Linked DNA regions of Mus musculus: region 1 is linked to region 2. The links are chromatin contacts, called in public HiChIP or PLAC-seq maps. All regions are on one chromosome and are shown on one strand. The core of a region is the stretch at or near the end of the contact, and the rest is flanking DNA. Distances in the headings are between cores, read along the strand shown. Region 1 has its middle 4.9 kb from the start of Mir23a. Region 2 has its middle 3.2 kb from the start of Gm51542.

What was found. HiChIP or PLAC-seq counts read pairs in DNA pulled down with a chosen protein or histone mark.
Region 1: a contact with region 2 is called in an H3K27ac HiChIP or PLAC-seq map of regulatory T cell precursor, with 5 times the contacts expected there. The contact joins two enhancer-like sites. A contact is called at or near these places in 1 of 39 promoter capture datasets (pre-B cells), 1 of 484 Hi-C or Micro-C datasets (the G1E-ER4 cell line) and 9 of 115 datasets of contacts at active chromatin or transcription factors (the 230-238 cell line, double positive thymocytes, embryonic forebrain and 6 more).

Annotation. Positions count from the first base shown.
Region 1 is chr8:84,202,212-84,205,083 of GRCm38.p6, reverse strand. No RefSeq gene overlaps it. Among named protein-coding and RNA genes, the nearest start is that of Mir23a, 4.9 kb to the left of the region's middle. Within about 2 kb of position 1,428, at least 381 of the 459 cell types and tissues checked have an H3K27ac peak or open chromatin away from gene starts, as enhancers often do. A contact at or near this core is called in the G1E-ER4 cell line, double positive thymocytes, regulatory T cell precursor and 1 more, where this site is marked.
Region 2 is chr8:83,772,093-83,775,059 of GRCm38.p6, reverse strand. No RefSeq gene overlaps it. Among named protein-coding and RNA genes, the nearest start is that of Gm51542, 3.2 kb to the right of the region's middle. Within about 2 kb of position 1,384, at least 105 of the 459 cell types and tissues checked have an H3K27ac peak or open chromatin away from gene starts, as enhancers often do. A contact at or near this core is called in the G1E-ER4 cell line, double positive thymocytes, regulatory T cell precursor and 1 more, where this site is marked.

The DNA.
Region 1 (2,872 bases), core at 179-2,678, 430 kb before region 2:
ATGTCTCAGGAAGTTTAAGGCCAGCCTGGTCTACAGAGGAAGTTCCAGGACAGCCAGGACTACACAGAGAAAGCCTGTCTAGGAAAAACAAAATAAAAATAAAAACAAGAAATGTGTCTACAGAGCAAGCTGGAGGGCAACCTGGGATACATGAGACTCTAAAAAAGATAAGTTTAGGGCTAGAGAGATGGCTCAGCGGGTAAGAGCACTGACTGCCCTTCCGAAGGTCCTGAGTTCAAATCCTAGCCACCACATGGTAGCTCACAACCATCCGTAATGAGATCTAACACCCTCTTCTGGAGTGTCTAAAGACAGCTACAGCGTACTTACATATAATAATAAATCTTAAAAAAAAAAAAAGAAAACAAGTTCAGGGCTGGAAAGATGACTCAATAGTTTAGACTGCATATTGCTTTCTGAGAACCTGAATTTGGTTTCCCGGCTCACATGTGGCGCCCTCTTCTGGACCCTTTAGGCACCTACACATACATGCACATACCCAACACATACACAAAAGTAAAAAAATAAGTCTTAAAAAAAAAGAAAATCTCTACTTCCCAATAATTGGAAGAGTTCCTGGGTGACATCAAGGACAGAAGCATTCAGTCATATCAGGCAGTGACAGGCAGGACAGTGGATTTAACGTCTAGATCTGGCATCACCGATGTCTGAGGAATGAGGAATAAGGATTGAGATATTCTGATGTGTCTTCCCCAGTACGCGTGCTTACACACACACACACACACACACACACACAGTCTCCAGCCCCAATCCACCTCTGTCTCTTTGGGTTCTGGGGGCAGCCCAGGTCCACAGGCTGACCAGCCTCCCCAATCACCTCCGGAAGTGAGACAGCATATTCGTCCCAGGGACCAGAACGGGAAGGGCGGCCATTTGGCCAGGCTGGTTTCCTGTGGGGTTTCCCCTACAAAGAGCCCAAGGCTGCAGCCAAGGCCACTCCCATCCTCACACACACCAGAGGTCTGTGTCTGGCGTGGAGGGGGCATTACCACGCAGGTGTCCAGGAGCTGGGACACCCTGTACTGACTCTTAGTCTCACAGGGAGACTCAAAGGGACAGAAGTCCTGGAGCTGGAGGGCTTGAGAAACAGGGCGGGGGGCCTTGGGCTGTGGTATCCCAGTCAGTTAAATTAGCACACACAGCCTTCAAGCCCTCGGCATCCCTGGAGGACCCACAGTGAACCCCAAGAAAGAACCAGGGCAGAGGCCCTCCGGTCGTCCCCAACCCTGATCCTCAAATACTTTCCACTCTCGCGAAGCAGCGAGGATCGGAAAATACCAAGGGCTGCAGTCTCCGCCCAGCTCCGCCCCCGCCCCAGCCACCAGCGCTCGCTAATGGCCCACTCTTCCCAGGAGCTGGGCGGCTGGGTTGGGGCCAACCCGACCTGCGGCACAGATGCCTGCCCTCCACGTCCGTCCCCACGCAGGAACCAGACAACCCGCCCGGGTTGGGGGGCAGGGCATAGGCAAGTGGGTGGGCCTAGTGCCTAGCCGCGAGTGGAGGGGGCGCAGGAAGGGGTGAGGGAGGGCTGAATCACTTGGTATAAATAGGCAAAGACGACAGCCACGTCCCACCCTCGCTGCCCGCCAGCCACACAGTCCAACAACCAGATCCCCCACTCTATTCCTTAACATTCTGTTTGCGGTGCTGGGTTCCCCTCAAGCCAATCAGTGCTCCCAGGGTGAAGTTCATCCCAGGTCCTGGCCTGGCCTGGGACTGGAGATAGGAGCGCTGACCTCCATCACCCACTGTCTTCTGGAAGGCTTGGCTCACTCCCTTAACTCCGCAAAACTTCCAGGAACCAGCCAGGCATTGTGAGGCGTCTCTGTCAGTCTACCATTCAGGAGGCTGAGCCAGGAGGACTGCCATGTGTTCAAGACCGCGGTAGGCTATGAAATGAGACTGTGTCTCGACCCCCAAAGTTGACTGTGGGTAGAGAGTGCTTGGCTATTTTGCTGGAAGCATGGAGTCAGCAGGTCCCATCTTAAAGCAGAAACCCTTCATCATGGTGCACACAAGTAAGCCTAGCATTCAGGAGGTGGAGGCCTAAGGACCAGTTCAAGGACATCCTGGACTACTTATCCAGTTCCAGGCCAGCATGGACTACATTACATTAGATCATGCCTCAAAAACTTTTATTAATAGATCGATAATTATTATTATTCCCAGGCCCAAAGCTTAGGGTTCCAGAGCCCCAAATGTACACAGGAGACAAAAGGGAGGTATCACCGGGCATCCCAGATTTGCTCCCCCGAGTCCCTCAAGGCCCATGTGCCCATCCTGCCACCCAGCCCTGCTCTGCCCAGGGCCACAGCTCAGTAGCCACACCCAGGGTGGCGCCAGTTCTAGCTCCAGCAGCCTGAGGCAAGGCGCCGCTCGAGTGTGACTCAGCCATGCCCGGCATGATGCTGTCCTTCCCTACCCAAGAATTCTCACGCCCACGCCACCACCCTCAATCCTTCCCCATGGCCAGCTAGGAAGACACACCTCCATGTCCACTGAGGACATTCAACACAGGATATGAGGAGACCTCAGCACCCTATGGGAGACTAGAGAGTGTGCTCTGTTCCACTGCATCTCCAAAAGTTCCCATTCACAGATGGAAAAACTGAGGCGGCAGAGACAATCCCAGGAATGTCTACACTCTCTCCATAAAGACAAGGCCGCCTGAGCTGGAGTTGGTGGCCCATGCCCATAACCCTAGCACTTGAGAGTTGCAGGAAAGAGAATGCGGAGCTCAAGTCCGCCGTTAGTTTCATGGCAAGTTTGAGGCTAGCCCAGACTACAAGAAACCCTGTCTCTGTCAACTAAACAGGAGACAAAGATGTAGCTCAAAGAGTGGAGTGCTCGC
Region 2 (2,967 bases), core at 135-2,634:
CACCTGACAATTACACAAATGAAGCGACCTGTGCACCTACCTGGGGGTCTTTATTACTAATAGGCCCACTAGAAGGGAACCCTGACTGCCATACCTAATGACGCCTTTCAGCTGCAAAAGCCAGACCAGTGTTTGCCCCATCTTCAAAATGTCTGTTATCTCTTCAGAAAGCAGAGAGAGGGGTTTTTTGTTTGTTTGTTTGTTTGTTTTTTACAAGAGAAGGGGGGATTGGGGTGGTCGGTCTATGTTTCCTTGAAACCCCCCTTCTCCCCTATGCTGATTGGTTACTTGAGTCGGACGTGACCACCGTCTTCATTAGAAGGCGGTGCCATTTTGCTGAGTGTGTGCTTAGTTTCGGGTTGTGGCACAATTGTTGTGTAAGAAGAAAGATATCACCTTGCGAGGTCACTTTTACCTCGATCCTGCGTTCTGCATGACACCTGGACTGTTCTTTTTCTAACATGGGGTTCCCGGCTTCTTCTCTTTTACTGCCAGAGATGGAGCCCTGCTCCTGGTGTGTGCGCTAAGCAGATGCTCCAACAGGCTGCATCACCAGCTCTGCAACTGGAGGCTTGTAATGGGCAAATTACATGCTACATAAATTGTGCCTCAACAAAGCAATTAAAATGTCACCATAACAAACCACAGGGATAGCCTTTCAGCTCACTGGGTTGACAAATACCCATAGACCCTGTTCTAAGAAGCCTTGGGGAACAAACCAGAGAAAAATGCCCACTCTCCAACTGGCCAGATGGTGTCTGTAGCTGTCAGCCCAGCACTTCAAAGGTAGAGACAGGAGGAGCCAAGTGGAGGCTAGCCTGGCAACATGGCAAAACCCCGTCTTGAAACATCTCACAGAGGGAGCTGTGGAGATGGCCCAGTTGCGAAAGTGCTCACTGTGTCAACATGAGAACCTCAGTATGATCCCCAGAACCCAAGTAAAATACTGGATGGCTCCTCTATGATCTTAGCACTGAGTGGGTGTCAGGGCCGAGGCTTGGGGGGGGGGGGTGAAGGGAGGGTAGGAGTTGGAGGTAGGTGGGTCCTGAAGGCTCACTGGTCAGCTAAGTTCTTGGTTCCATTAAAGATGGTGTCCCCCAAAAAAAACTAAGATGAAGGGCTATTAAGGGGTATACTTGACATGGACCTGTGCACACACAAAGCAGCTGTGTTTGCTGTTGTCTCTAATCCCACCCAGCACTTGGGAGGCCGAGACAGGGACATTGCTTTGATTTGGAAGTCAACCTTGACTAGAGAGAACTTATCTCAAAAGCAAAACAAAACAACCCCCCCCAAAAAACAAAAGAACCTCCACCTTCCACAGGGCAGACAGGAAGCAAGATAAACTAGCATGCTGACAGTTGTGTTAAGAGAAAGGAAACGGGGAAGGGTGGAGTTTTGTGTTTGCTTTTTCATTTGAGATAGAGTCTCAAGTATCCCAGGCTGGCCTCAAACTAGATACATAGCTGAGGCTGGCCTTGATTGAACTCCTAATTCTCCTCCCTCCGCTTCCCGATTGCTGATACTGCAGGCGTGAGCCACCAAGACTCTGGAACATTTTTAAGCAAGGGGCATCTGGGGACGGAAAGATCCGTGTGGGGGCCCTCTGGAGAAGAACGCCAGGCAAACAGATAAGCAGGAAAAAGGTTTCAAGGCAGGCTCACGCAGGGAAGAGAAAGAAGCCGGTGGGGCTGGTGGGAAGAGAGAACACAGGAGTAACAGACCTGTGGGACCACAAGGACCACTCTGACTTAGCACTGGCCAAGAGAACAATTGGGCGGAACTAAGGGGGAGGAGCCAGCTGACTGCGCAGGTTCCTGGGTAGAGAATGGGGCTGGACCTGGTAGAGGAGATGGCGCGCAGGTAGATTCTGGGTAGATTCTGAAATTGAGACCTCAAAGTTTACTGATATGATGTAGAGGAACATGAACTCCAAGCACTTAAATGTGAGCTGCTGGGCCAACGAAGGCTCGGGAAAGAGAAGGTCTCCCAGTGCGGCGGTTGGCGATGGCCAGGTCCCAGAGAGGCTGCCCTGACGGCCGTCTTCTCCACTCTCCCGTTTCATCCAACCTCTCTGTCCACAACGACTCCCCTGGGACCCAGTCCAGGAGCTTCTAATTCATTTCCCTGAACTCAAAGGGCACAAGCTTCTTCCTCAGCCACCCAGACACCGCCAGCCAAGCCTTATGTGGAAATGTTCGGATGCCAAGGCAAGGAGGCGTGGCATCGCCCAAGCCCGTGTGGCCTAGCTGCAGCCTGGCCCTATCAGCTCAACTCCCCAGTAGGCTTCCTCGCGCGTCCTCTCCACCCTAGATCTATGGAAATCAGACCCCTTCTTCAGCTCTCCCACTGCTCCGCCAGCTCGCTCTCTGCTGACCCCATAGGGACGGGTCCCATAACCCTAAACAGCTTTGGCTTGACTTGTGTGGCTAGCACCACGGAGGTGTTGCGCCCTCCCTAGGCTCGCTCATTCTTGTGCCTTTAAGCTTCCTTTTCTTCCCATCTAAGCATCCTTCATCCCCTCCTTCCTCCAGAAAAGGATCCTTCATTCTCATACCTTTTCCTGAGCACAGCCCTGAAGATACTACAAAAACACACACACACACAGAGAGAGAGAGAGAGAGAGAGAGAGAGAGAGAGAGAGAGAGAGAGAGAGAGAGAGAGAGAGAGAGAGAGAGAGAGAACACCAGGAAGATAAGTTTTGTTAAGACCTCGCTGGCATGGTGGTGCATGGCTTTAATCCTAGTACTAGGGATGCAGGTGGATCTCTGAGTTTGAGGTCTGCCTGTTCTACTAAGTGAGTTCTAGGACAGCCAGAGCTATACACAGAAACTCGGACTCACACACACAAAAATATATTTTATTATTATTATTATTATTATTATTATTATTATTATTATGCTCCCATTTTACAAATTGAAAGGCTGAATCACACAGAGAGAGCATAGCTTACCAGGGCCACACAGC